3 separate regions of the Mus musculus genome follow, and all the other regions are linked to region 1. A link is a contact called in public promoter capture Hi-C data. All regions are on one chromosome and are shown on one strand. The core of a region is the stretch at or near the end of the contact, and the rest is flanking DNA. Distances in the headings are between cores, read along the strand shown. Region 1 holds the start of Tollip (toll interacting protein). Region 2 holds the start of Ppfia1 (protein tyrosine phosphatase, receptor type, f polypeptide (PTPRF), interacting protein (liprin), alpha 1). Region 3 holds the start of Fadd (Fas (TNFRSF6)-associated via death domain).

Region 1 (4,371 bases), core at 1,599-4,098:
GACTTAGTAGCAAAAAGGGTTGGTAATTTCAAAATACCAGCATTTTCAAAAGCAATATAGATATAGCATAGGGTTCAGTGCCCTGCAGTGGCTATTTTTAACCCCCCACCCACGAAAAAAAAAAAAACACCCTAAAGTCTAAAACTATAAAAGACCACATATCCCAGGGAAGAACTTATTCCTTTACAACCATGTAGGTGCGGCTATCTGTCCTCATACCTGCCCACCTAAACCCTTAACCAAGGACAGAGAGCCCTCCTCACCCTGATGAGATTGTCCTCTGCCTTTTATAGCCTGCCAAGATACTCTTGTCAGTCCTTTCCACTCCTCAGAGGTAAAGGTCAGCTACAGAGTCAACTGCCCAAGCCTAAGTCCAGGTTCATAGGATGGAGACACTGGGCCATGGTCTAATCCCGGTTGGACTACACAAAGAAGGCTGCTTGCAGGACCCAGCACTGACCAAATGCATGCACTTCATCTGTTTAGAAGCAGCACTTGGTTCACTTAGGGTTCATACAACCCTGAGTGTGATATGAATAGCAGAGAAGCATACCACACTCTGGCAGTTCTACTAGACCTTGACAACTGGCTAAAAGCTTTTCAAATATTAGTGAATCCAGAGGTAGATGAGTATATCATTCCAGGTGAAGTGGCCAGTGAAAAGTTGAAAACTGAAAAAGGTCTGCACTCTAAGAAATAGCACTTCCCAGATGAAGTTCAAGGCCTTCTATTCTACAGAGACCCTGGCTATGGCCCATGCAGTCCTCCCACATCAAGTCACTGGAAAGAGCACAGATCTGATGGTGACTGTCATTCTCTGGCTTACATAAGTTACGATGCATAGCTGTGTCCCTGTGCTCCACACCTGTGGCTCAGTGTCCAGTTACTCTAAATATTGTGACCACTAATACTATGATGAAGATATGCATATCCCAAATAAACCTTGAGATACCCGTCACTTATGACAAGTTCTTACAGCCCAAAGTTACAAGTCATGAAAACCTAAAACCACTCAGCTGTCTATGTTGTATTTCTATGACTACATTCTCCCAGGAACTCTGGGCAAGTAGAAAGATCAAACGTCAGGATTTGACTCCACAGATTCTGCTAGTATCAACATCATCTGACACTCCCAATTACTCATCACTGTGTAGGTTATTGCAGCTCTGTACAACACCAGAGTTTCTCTAAGCAACAGGGAAAGATAGCTTCTTACTCATGACAGACATGGAGTTCACCATCAGATGAATTCAAACTCAGCCTGAACCACAAGAGATAAGGACACTCTCAGACCACACGGTAAGAAAGGGTCCACTCTCCTTGGCCATGTGTCCACTTGGCAGGGGATATGAAAAGGGCAAAGCTCTGTCTCCCTTTCTCCTCTGGCAGCCACCATCAATCTTCTATAGTTTGCTGAGACACCGTGAGGATGAAGAAGGGTTGATGAACATGAAAGTAACTCCAACATTGGAAATCTCCATCCAAGTTTGACAGTGGCTCAGGAGATCTGGCTTCAAAGCCCTCCTAAAAAGCATCTAACAAGCCTGAGGCTTTCTTCAAAGTCAGGAAATCAGTAATCTATCCCAAGGAGTTACCTGTTACACACACACACACACACACACACACACACACACACACGCACACACACACACACAATCAACACCAAGCTGTCAGGGTGAAAAAACTCTGGGAAACCACAGGCTTTGCAGGCACACTCAATATTAACTTCAGGGGAAAAGGCACTGAGGTGCTGATCAGAACAATGTTCTACTCCACACAGCCACAGTTGGCTAACAACATCCCACCCACACCAGTCTCAGGGAGCTACTGGGAGGCCATACACACTAGGGGAGGTGAGACAGGTAGTATAATAGAACCCAAGACAATCCTGAAGAGACAACCCTGTTGGGTCTTCCAAGTTCTCTGCTCCCCTCTCCTCGTTTATAAATGAAGAAATTGAGGCTTGAAAAGGTAGCCACTAACTAAGCTCAAGAGGTAGTACCCTATTTTCTATAGATGTTAGGGAGAAGAGGAAACTGTCACAAGTAAGGACAGACTACAAAGTGGGATCTTTCACCATTTCTGAAACCAAGGAGACCAGGTTATCTCTCTCCTTTGGGGGACCAAAGGTGTCCGACTCCACTCCTCTGAGAGACGGGGAACCAAGGCACCTCTCAGTTTGGGAAATTAATGTAGTCAGTACCACTCTCAATCTGGGAGACCAAGAGTCAGGGCTTGTGTCCATCTGGGAGACCAAGCAGGTGATAGATCTGAGAACGTAAGGGGTTCAGGGCCCTTTCTATCTGAGGAACTAAGGGAAGTCGGGGTCCCACTCCATCTGGGGACCAATGGGGTAAGGTTTCTTCTGTGTAGAGGAACCCTATTCAGGGCCTCCACCCAGGAGGACCACGGGAGTCAGGATCCCTCTCCATGAAGGAGGCCAGGAGCTTCAGGGCCCGTGGGCATCTGGGGAACCATCAAATTCTGCCTTCCTCCACCCCAGATGTCCGATAGACGAGAGTCGCTGCTCCGGGTGGGTACCCGAAGGTAGGACCCGCGAAGCCCCGGGACGGAAGAGCAACCCGCGAGGGGCCCCGTAAAAGACTGAGGAGTCCGACCCCAGGCTCCACTGCCCCAGCCAGGCTCTGGCCCAGAGCACTCACCGGCCCGCGCTGCGTGCTGACGGTGGTCGCCATGGTGCTGCGGCGGCCCTCTGCCTCGCCAACTGCACAGAGACCCGCCGGGAGAGCTCTTCCGCTCCCACCACAAGCTGCGTCGCCGACCGTTGTCCCGCGAGGCAATCGGCTCTTCAGTCAGCTGACAGTCGCCCCGCCCCGCCCCACCCCGGCGTTCCCAAAGCACAGAGCTTGGCAATAGCTGGCCCCGCCCCTTCCGGCTAATCCGCGCACGCGTGTTCCGACCTCAGGGGGAAATGGGTCTCCCGTACACGCCTGCGCAGTGGCTCCCTTCGGGCGCTCAGCAGCCCGTTAAAATGGCTGTCAGACTGTTTGCGCATGCCTAAACCTGAACACTCTCCTGCGGGCAGAAGCCTGCTCACCCAGTCGCATACACCTAGAACAGGGACGCACATCTCAATTCGGTCGAGTTGCCACAGCGTCTAGTCACCTAACTGGAGATAGCTGTGATACCACCGCTTGCAGGTGCGTGATCCGCTTGGAGAAAACTGAGGTTTGGCTGCCTGAGCGAAAAAAAAAACAGATGGCAGTAGAACCAGCTACCCTCAAGCTCTTGAATTACCTCAAAATTCTGTGGGAGGGAGAACATTTATATTTAAATTTTAAAAGAAGAAACCAAGCTGAAGGAGAGACAAGAGTGGGACGGAAAACTTCCACCAGCCTTGGATTTGCTAAATGAATGGAGAGATGAAGATCTGTCCCTAGGAAACCCGGGCCACCCACTCTTGCCTTTTCAGAGCACTCTCTTCAGAAGAATACTTGGCCAGATAGAACCAGGGTAGTTCCTATAAGGAGTTTACCCTATGGTGGTCACCAGTCTGTAGGTCCCCTTTTACTTGTGCGGCAATAGACTTGGTACTGTCTAGGAGTACCAAGAACATTTCCTCACTCACACCATGTTCTCTTGTGTTCCTTTCATCTTTAAGATTACATCTTCCAACTCTAGTGACAGTCTCTACCTTGGCATAACATGGGACTGCATCTGGGCTCTGTTCCTGGACACTGATCTATATCCAGTTCTCACCGGTCTCTAGCTCCTGTTGCCCAAACTGTCATCTCTATGCTGATAAAGCTAAGACACAAAAGACTATCCATTGTGGCAGACAGAGTTTTAAAGAGACCCCTGATCTCTCCTGGTGTCCACATCCCTGCTCAATCCTTTCTTCTTGGTTATAGACAAAACCTGTGACTTGTGTCTAAACATGCAGCAGACAACCTGTTGTATAAAATTATATCTGGATAGCACAATAGGATCCCCTTGTGACTAAGACCACACATATGGCCTCTGATGAATCCCAAATCCTTCAGTACTAAGCAGTTTAAAAAAGACACACACCACCACCAACAACACCAAGGGGGAATTGTTCCCAAGAAAAAACTTTATCTCATAAAATGCTTCAGTACGTTCCTGAAATCAGTTCAAGCCCTGGCACAGTCTGTCAGAGCAGAACCACAGCATTTGTTCTTCCTTGACTTAAAGCTCTCTCATGGTGGGGATCACGTGGCTGGACATAATCTTACTTGTTTCTACTAGATTTGCAGCAGATAGAAACTCTGGTATAGGTGGACTATGATAAAATTCACCTAGGTTACTTTGCAGAAACTTGAAAACTAGCTCTGCTGCTAGTACTGACTCCACTCAGCAGAGAGGTTATGGGTAACAGAAAATGGATGA
Region 2 (4,498 bases), core at 925-3,424, 2.7 Mb after region 1:
AGCAACCCCTGCTCCACATGCCTGCCTCTCACCTTGGGCTTTGCTGGCTATACTGCCTTCTCCTTCCTATACCACTTAACTCCAAAAGAGGAGGCTCTAGCATACCAATCTAAATGTGATACTAAGGACACAGTAGGTATTTCAAGCTCTGAAAGTCTCATCTGCCTGGGAAGAGGAGCCTCAGGATTCAATTTTCAATCCTTTCTCCCCTGAAACAAAGTTTAGTTACAGCTCACAGATGTTCTGGAGAAAGCCTGTATAAATTTTTCCCATGAAATGAGTTCTATTTATCCACAAGATTTCCCTAGGAAATTGGAAGTCCACAAGACATAAACCAGGGATAAGATAAAAAAACCCTGAGATCCACTCCTCACAGATCCACAGCAGACAAGGACAAGTTTAAGACAGAATGGGACACTCAACACAGCTCAACTGCTTCATAGCCCCCTGTCAAAAACATTTAAGTGCTTTCCTAAATCTAGGCAGTTTCCCAAAGAGGTATGACAGTGGAGTGGTGTGGTCACATGGCTTTGGTGGATCCCCATTTTTTCCCCTAAATTGAATTCCTGAGAATTTTACCAGTGCTCAGAAAACATCAGAACCATCACTTCCCAAGTGGTTACACAAAGCAGCCAGCAAGCTAATACACTAACAAGACAGTCCTGCAGACATTTAAAGGCAGAAACCTTCCTTGATTTCAGTTTGATGGGCATACCTGTGGAAGTGCAGTATTGAGCTGCCTCTGCAAAGAATCTCTTTCATGACCAACTTCATGCAACTTCCCCTGGGTTAATGCCAGTGTTTCTTGTGTCTCTCTTAGTGTGTCCAGAAGGCGGTCCCGTTCTTCCAACATGGAAACCATGAGCTGCTCAAAATGCGAATCAGCATCTGGCTGTGAAGGGGAGCCTGACCCATGGCTCCCACCTCCTCCTGGAGGGCCTTCTGCTTCACTAATGGTCGGCATCACCTCGCACATCATCTTGAAAAAGGAACGGTACAGACCACAATCAGTAGGTGCAGAACAAGAGTTTCCACAAACCTGCAGCTTTCTGAGCACCACCTGTGGCTAATGAGAAAAAGGCTGACAGCCCCAGAGCTATCCGTGACGATCATCCACTCTGGATGCACACACTCTGGGAAGTAGCATGCACAGGTCAATATAATGAGCAGATTGGGGGAGACAGTCCTGGGAGCAAGAGGAGCTGGGATGCTCACCTCCAACCAGTGGGGGTCTGTTTAAAATCCACATTTAACAGCTGAAGACAGTTTCCTCAGGAAGAGAGATTCCAAACAGTCCCTCAACCACAGAAGAAGACTGGAAACTGACAAAACACCAGCACTATGGACCCAAGCATCCTCCAGGAATGTGTGCAGTCAGCTCCTGGGAAGGACTAGCAGGCACCCTGACTTGTGGGGCTGGATATTTGGTGATCAGCGGAAAAAGCAACTGGATTGGCTTTTTAAAGTCTGGACAGAAGTGTTTAGCAAAGGCCTGCTGCTGTGTAACGGTTGGTCAGCCAACCCAACTTACATAAGTTCACAGTCAAAGACAGGGGAAAAGAACAGAAAGAGAAAATATACCCACACTGGGAATCTAGGAAGTCGGGACAACAGGGCTAGGTTAAAAAAAAAAAAAAAAGGAGGAGGAGGAGGAAAAGGTGAGATGGAACTAGAGATTGCATGCTGTCAGGGCACAGGGTGGAGGATGAAGCAGAAGGCGCTGCAGGTGCATCTGAGCAGCACCCGCTGCCCCGGCCTGGCTCAGCTGACCCCACAGCCTCACTGCCCCCAACCTCACTTACTCTGGCCAGTCTAAGCGAACTCGGACCTAACTGCTATCAACCCGTTTTGCCAGGCTAGCCGCAACTCTGCTGGCTCTGCTGACCCCCGCACACTGACCCTGCCGACCCGGCCCCACCGACCCTGGCCCGCCACCCAGCGCGGCCCGCTCCACCCGCCCTCACCTTGGCCGGCGGGCGCGGCTCCGGGGCTATGAAGCGGCCTTCGGGCGGCGGCCGGCTGCGGGCCGACCCACGCAGCCCCGCGGCTGCGTCCTCGCCCGGCCCCCGGGCCCGCCGCCCCGCTCGTCACGAAGGCCGGCCCGCCGCCGCGGGACACTAGCGAGCGCAGAGAACCGGGCCCGGCGCGTCGCCGGCGTCAACGTGCCCGACGTCCGGCGCGTCGGCGCGAGCGTCAGCACCGCCCCCCGCGGGAGAGGTTGGCCGCGGGGCCGTGCGCATGCGCTAGATCCGCGGTAGTGGGCGGGCGGTCTATCGGGAGATCCAATTGGCTAGTCCTCGCTTTAGCCCCGCCCCCGGCAGGCCAACCCCCTGCGGAGACAGGGCGACCGTGGAAACACCGGTAAAGATCTCTGGCAGGTGTGCGCAGCTCGCAGTCCTGCTTCCGTGCTCTCACGCCAGTGTGTGTGTGTTGACGTCACCCAAACGCCGACGTCACCTGAGCACTCGCCCCCCCCCTCAAAACCCAAGACCTCTGGGGAGTCCCGCCGGACCACCTGCAAAACCGGAAAGTGCTGACAGGTCGGGCAAGGTACCTTCTACCTCTATGCCTACCCTTCAGAAGTCTGAGGCAGGAGAATTACAGCAAGGTGGAGACTCTGCCTGTAAAATACAAACAAAGGCTACTGCCATCAACCCTGACGACTGAGTTCGAACCCTAGGACCCAGAAGACCTGCAGTAGATCCTCGGAACCTACATAGTCCTGAATGTTGTCCTCTGACCTGCACACATGTATCGTGTGGGTGCATACATGTGCTCACATTCACACGCGCACACACAACAACAACAAAATGTAAGGGCTCAGTCACTCTTGCAAGTATTAGAACCTAAGTTCCATTTCCCAGACTCCACGTAAAAATAAAAAGCTAGCTGGCCTTGGTGCTACACGCCTTTATTCCCAGCACCCAGGCAGATCTCTGGGTTCAAGCTAGCCTTGTCTACATAGTGAGTTTCAGGACAGCCAGGAGTACATACTGAGACCTTGTTTTAAAACTTTTTTTTTTAATTAACGCCAATAAAATAGTCCAGAAACCAAAGCAAAATGATCATCAACCATAACTGAAAAGCCAATAAAACTTTCCAAAGGCCAAGGCAAGAATACTGTCGACTAGTATAGGCTACATAGAGAGCCAGGACAGTCAGGGTTACATGGGCAGATTCCTGTTTCAAGAAGTCAGTAATTAATTACAAAGTCAAGTTACAAGTATAACCAAGCACAATAGTGCCCACCTGAAATCCTAGCACTCAGAAAGCAGAGGCAGGCAGGCAGATCTCTGAGTTTTGCCCGATCTATATAATGAGACCTTTTTCCACAAAACAAGTCAGAATGTAAATAGAAGCAGCAAAGTCTTTAAGGACTATCAGCCACTGCACACAAGTTCTCAGTTGCCTTGATCTCAGGTTTGGATTTGAGGAAATGCTCAAGCCAGACGTGGTGGCGCACGCCTTTAATCTCAGCACTGGGGAGGCAGAGGCAGGCGGATTTCTGTGTTCGAGGCCAGCCTGGTCTTCAAAGTGAGTTCCAGGACAGCCAAGGCTATATAGAGAAACCCTGTCTCAAAAAACAAAAACAAAAACAAAAACAAAATGCTCATGTCTCCCCAGAGGTTCCTGCCAATACAGCCATCTCCTAAGAAACTGATCCAGGACCAAACACAGCTCAACAGGGCATACTGTACTGGGTCCTCTTCCACAGTCAGCACATGTATGAAGCTGGCATGGCAGAAAGCTAAAGAAAACAATGCTTCTCCAGCAAGTTTCACCACAAGCTAAGAAGCTGAGCTGCCCTTAGCAAGCAGTGCATGCTTTGCAAGATGTGTGAATGGGGAGGTGTAACCACCCTTAGCAACAGTGCATGCTTTGCAAGATGTGTGAATGGGGAGGTGTATCCGCAGAGAGATGTCATCCTGCTGGTCCCTAATGCTCAGAGCTCTTCCCCAGCTTTCTGCCTGTGGAAATCCCAGCTCCCGCTGATTGGCACCTATTCTTGCAGACCATAAATCAGCAGAGATGGATGTGAAGAACAGAAGCTACAGGACCATTGTCCCTCTGGATCGCAGAGACATGGCTAACACTCACAGTGGTTTAGTTTTTTTAATCCCATTTGTCCATGTCTCTGTGTCTGTGTATGTCTACACATGTGTATACTACAACATACATGTAAAGGCAGGAGGACAACATGCAGGAAACATTTCCATCTTTCTATCATGTGGGTCCCAAGGATTAAACTTTGGTCATTAGCCTTGGTAACAAGTGCCTTTACCTGCTGAGCCTTCTCACTGGTCCGAATTTTATTTATTTTAGAGGCGAGGGCCCTTTGAGACAGGCTAATGTGCAACTTTCCACACACTTGTCTCGACCTCCCACGTGCTGGGATGACAGATGTGTGCTATCATGCATGGCGTTGTCAGCCCCCTCTTTTTTTTTTTTTTTTTTGGAGACAGGGTTTCTCTGTGTAATTTCATGTGCTTGAGTGTCT
Region 3 (4,500 bases), core at 564-3,063, 2.7 Mb after region 1:
CACCAGATTCAGCCTGCAGGTCCGCAGCGCCTTAACCAGTCCGGCCACCGAGGCGTTCTTCTTCTCAGCATTCTTCCAGACTTTCAGACTCTCCCTTACCCGCTCACTCAGACTTCGGGGGTACTTCTCCTCAATCCCATCCATCTTGGCCTCAGACACCTTCAGCTCGCGGGCCAGTCTTTTCCAGTCTCTCCCCACATTGTCACACACAATGTCAAATGCCACCTGCAGATCTAGGAGGGAAAAGAGCAGTGTGACTTGACTGAGGAGCTGGGGCAAGTCTCCCTACCGGCCACCAAGCATGGGCCTGAGCACTTCGAAGACAACATCACTTCAAAGCCACTCAGGTCCTGTGCTGACACTAAGTAGCACAGGAGCTACTTCAAGATACCCAAAGTGGCCTGATCTGCCCAGCCACATTCTCAGCCTGGGCCACAGCGAGCTATGGCTTAGAAGACTGTCAACTGAGGACTGGAGTGTCAGAGGGAAAAAGCAGGGCTGCCCTAACACCCCGCTCAATAGTGGGTTGGCCAAAGTCCCCAAAGCTACATCTTACACTGTGACCTTTGCTGGTTTGACCAGACACCACAAAAGATCTGTCTCTGTGCTACTCTGGAGCCCCTGCTTAGACACAGGCAAGGTGTAATCTCTGTAGGGAGCCCTGGGCAGTGGCTGAAGACCCTTTACTGGATTCCTGTAACAATAACAAACATTGGAATGCCTTGGAGATGTGAATACACAATCCATTTTCGTGTGGATCTTGCACACACCGGCAGTGGGAAGCTTTACTCCACAGGCCCTCCAGCTGCTTTGATGTTCTGTGTCACTGTAGACAAAGAGCAACGGTGACAACCAACCAGGAACTAAATAAACCTTTGCCCCTTTAAATGGCTTCTCGAGTATTTGTCACAAGTGATCAAGTGTCTAATATATGCTTAATCTGTATCTACATCCCAAGGCCAGCCTGGTGTTGCTCAGCTGTGGCTGCTATCCACTGTGCGTTATGGGGAGGCATAGCGCCTCCTCTCTACGCAAAACAGAAGTAACTGCCGATAACCAGACACTGCACTCTGGACCAGAGAGCACAGCCGCCGCGCAATCTTTCCTTGGCCAGGAAGGGCAGTCTTGGACACAGGCACTCCCACTACGGAAATGGTGCCGAGCAGCCGGCACACGTGACCTCTGCCCACTCTTCAACGCTACCCTCACTGGGGTTAAGATGCCTTAGTCACATTCACTTCTTAGCTGAGTTTTCCAACGAAGCACTGCAGGTCTGAGGCGAGTTAATACTGGGGTTGGGCAAGTGGCACGAACCCTTGGGTTCAACCTTGGCACTGCCAGTAAGAAACAAGACCTCCCAGCTTCCGGCTCAAGCGGTTGAAAAAAGTGGGCGTGCCCTAGAGTCCATCCCAGTCGGAGCCAGTGGAGGGTGCACTGAGGCCAGGCCTCCCCGCCCATTCCCCGCCCCCTGCCCACCTGCCTCCCCCGGGGGCGCAGCGGTCGCCGTCCCCGCCTCGAAGTCGTCCAGGCGCTGCAGTAGATCGTGTCGGCGCAGCGAGGCCAGCAACTCGCGCAGCAGCCCGGTGTGCCCGCGCTCCAGGTCGTTCTGCTCCAGCAGCACCGTGAACAGGTCCAGGCCACTCTGCACGCGCTCCAGCTTTCGTTTGCTCACGCGCTCGCGGCACAAGAACTTGAGCTCCATCAGATCGTTGCCCGACAGGCTGCCGGACAGCGAGTGCAGCAGCACCAGGAATGGGTCCATGGCAGTGGTACGCCGGGCTGCCCCTCAGCGATCCCACATAGGAAATCACCTTAGGCTTTCCCGCCCAGCGTCTCGCGGGATGTCCAAATCAGACGCATGCGCTTCGGATGTGGCTGTAACCGCTTCCGCCCGGGCTGGCATCCGCTGTTGTAGTAGCTTTGACAGCTGAGCTGCGTTGACTTCAGCTTACGCGCGCGTTTCTCACCCCGAGGCAGAACAGATCTTGTTCACCAGAAGTGTAACGTGGATCCTCTTGGGGCTCTGAGGAGCTGCGCAGCCCTACTGTGTGGGGGGGGGCTGGAAGAGCAGCTGCAGATGCCTACGGCTGCCAGATCATGTTCTATCACCGGAAAGAAGGAAAGAGAGAGAGAGAGAGAGAGAGAGAGAGAGAGAGAGAGAGAGAGAGAGAGAGAGATGGATGGAGTTACTTATGGGCTGGAGAGACAGTTCAGGGGTTAAGAGCACTGGCAATTCTTACAGAGGACCTTCACGAATTCAATTCCCAGCACTCACATGATGGCTTACAACCATCTGTAATTCCAGTTCCAGGGGCTTTGACATCCTCTTCTGGCAAGCACACTTGTGGTATGCTGACAAAATACTCGTACATATAAAAACCATTAAATATTCCTTGGTATATGTATGAGCATTTGTAGGTGGTTTAGTGCTCCTACAGGTCTTCAAGTGCCCACGGAGGACAGGAAAGGGCATGGATACCCCTAGGACTAGAGTTCCGTTTGGATGTGAACTCTTGTGTGGATCCAGGTTCTCCGTGAGAGCAACACAGTGCTCTTAACCGCCAATCCATTCCCCCAGGCCAATAATATGTATATTAAAATGAGTAGAAGAGAGGATTTGGAATATTGTCATCAGAAAAAGTTGATGTGTGCCGGAGGTTGTAGAGACACTAACTGCCCTGCTTTGAGCTTTCGTTAACAATACACTGATTCCACAGCCACACCCAAGTACTGCTCATGAGTTAAAAAGTGCCTGTTGCCCAAGCTTGAGGACCCATGCTCAGATCCTGGTGTCCACATAAAAAGACGAACAAGGAGGTGCCCATCTGAAACCCCAACTTTGGCAGAGACAGATGGATTCCTGGTGCTCAGTGGCCAGGCACTCTAGCTGAATGGCTGAGCTCCAGGTTAGTGGGGCGCAGTTATGCACAGCATACCCAGCAGGGTTGACTTATATTTTTTTAGATTGACTTATAATTCACCCATTTAAAGTTCAGTGCTTTGGTTGATTTTTGAGACAGGGTCTCACGCTGTAGCCCAGACAGACAGCTGAGGCTGTATAGAATGACAAATGGGGCTGGAAAGGTGGCTCGAGGTTAAGAGCGTTTGTTACTCTTCCAGAGGATCTGGGTCTGGTTGCAAACAACTATGCAGGACTGCTTACAACTGTCTGTAACTACAGACAGGGGAATCAGGGGCCCTCTGCTGGTCTCTGCTGGGCACTACAGTCTCTCTCTCTCTCTCTCTCTCTCTCTCTCTCTCTCTCTCTCTCTCTCTCTCACACACACACACACACACACACACACACACACACACACACACACGAACACATTTTTACTAGGTTGGGGGAGGGCTCTTTAGGGGAGCAGACCAACAGAAGTGAATTTACTGGACTGGCTTACTTGAGGGGGCTGAGTGTATGTATCCTGTAAATGCAGAGGAGATTCAATCCCAGAAGCTGGAAACCTCAATAGTCAGAATCCAATCTTGAAAGTCTGGGGGTTCCCTGGAGAGCCTATAGTTGTTGAGTCTATAGTTTTTCCTCTATGGTAGTTTCTTTTGAGACAAGATCTCATGTAGTTCAGGCTGCTCCAGAACTACTCCCCTTCACACCATGTAGCTCAGGATGACCCTTAAGCTTCTGATCCCCCTGCCTCCACCTCCCAGGTGTGCACCACCAGGTCCAGTTTATTTTTGTTCTGGATGTCAATCTCTTGTTAGATGTGTGTTCTGTAAACACCTCCACATCATGTGCACTACTTTTCCAGTCTGTTCATAAGATCCTGCAATTTAAAAGTTCATAATTTTGATAAAATCAGGTGCATGTATTTTTCTTTCCATTGTGCTAATAAAGGGGAAAAAGCCTCTCTGGTGGCGGTGACCAGAACACGCCTCTCAAGAATGGCCTCCACCATCCTTGTCCAGAAGAGAAGAGGACATACAGAAGCAGGGTGCTACAGAGCCAGGTTCCCACCTCACAGCTGTGAAATGCCCAGAGCATATGCAATTCCTAGTCATGCCACCATACTCCACGTTGGCTGCTCCTACAGCAGGGAGAACAAGGTTTCCAGAAAGAAGTTCTTCATGAGGGAGGAGCACTGAAAGTCCCTGAACCAAGATGAGCCGGAGGCCATCCCAACAGACACCAAAAGGAAGGAAGAGAGCCAGCTGTGGCGGTTCACGCCTTTAATCCTAGCATTCAGGAGGCAGAGGCAGATGGAAGTCTGAGTTCGAGGCCAGTCTGGTCTGCAGAATGAGTTCTAGGTCAGCCCAGGCTGAGAAACCCTGTCTAAAACAAAACCAAACACAAACAAAAAGGTAAAGAAAGGAAGAGAAAGAAAGGGGGTGGATAGGAGTCAGGATGGGAGGAAGAGGAAAGAAGGAAGACAAAGAACAAAGGGAGAGAGGGAGGAGAGAAACAAGGAGGGAAGGAGGGAGAGCTTGAACATCCCTTACTGGTTTCATGGAGGTAAACTCACCCTTGTTTGTGCTGATGATGGT

What was found. Promoter capture Hi-C pulls out the DNA fragments that hold promoters and counts their contacts. Capture Hi-C pulls out chosen DNA fragments and counts their contacts.
Region 2: a promoter capture Hi-C map of adipose tissue shows a contact between it and region 1, with 3 times the contacts expected there. The contact joins the promoter of Ppfia1 here to the promoter of Tollip in region 1. A contact is called at or near these places in 1 of 39 promoter capture datasets (pre-B cells), 1 of 484 Hi-C or Micro-C datasets (CD4 T cells) and 2 of 9 other capture datasets (adipose tissue and liver).
Region 3: a promoter capture Hi-C map of pre-B cells shows a contact between it and region 1, with 7 times the contacts expected there. The contact joins the promoter of Fadd here to the promoter of Tollip in region 1. A contact is called at or near these places in 2 of 39 promoter capture datasets (liver and pre-B cells), 1 of 484 Hi-C or Micro-C datasets (CD8 T cells) and 1 of 9 other capture datasets (liver).

Annotation. Positions count from the first base shown.
Region 1 is chr7:141,899,613-141,903,983 of GRCm38.p6, forward strand. Tollip (toll interacting protein) reads right to left here and starts at 2,849. Exons shown (of 6, transcript NM_023764.4): 1 at 2,664-2,849. The coding sequence starts at 2,696.
Region 2 is chr7:144,551,555-144,556,052 of GRCm38.p6, forward strand. It overlaps Ppfia1 (protein tyrosine phosphatase, receptor type, f polypeptide (PTPRF), interacting protein (liprin), alpha 1), which reads right to left and starts at 2,175. Exons shown (of 32, transcript NM_001195086.1): 1 at 1,965-2,175; 2 at 716-979. The coding sequence starts at 979. It also overlaps the pseudogene Gm35626.
Region 3 is chr7:144,580,628-144,585,127 of GRCm38.p6, forward strand. It overlaps Fadd (Fas (TNFRSF6)-associated via death domain), which reads right to left and starts at 1,814. Exons shown (of 2, transcript NM_010175.6): 1 at 1,477-1,814; 2 at 1-233. The coding sequence starts at 1,762.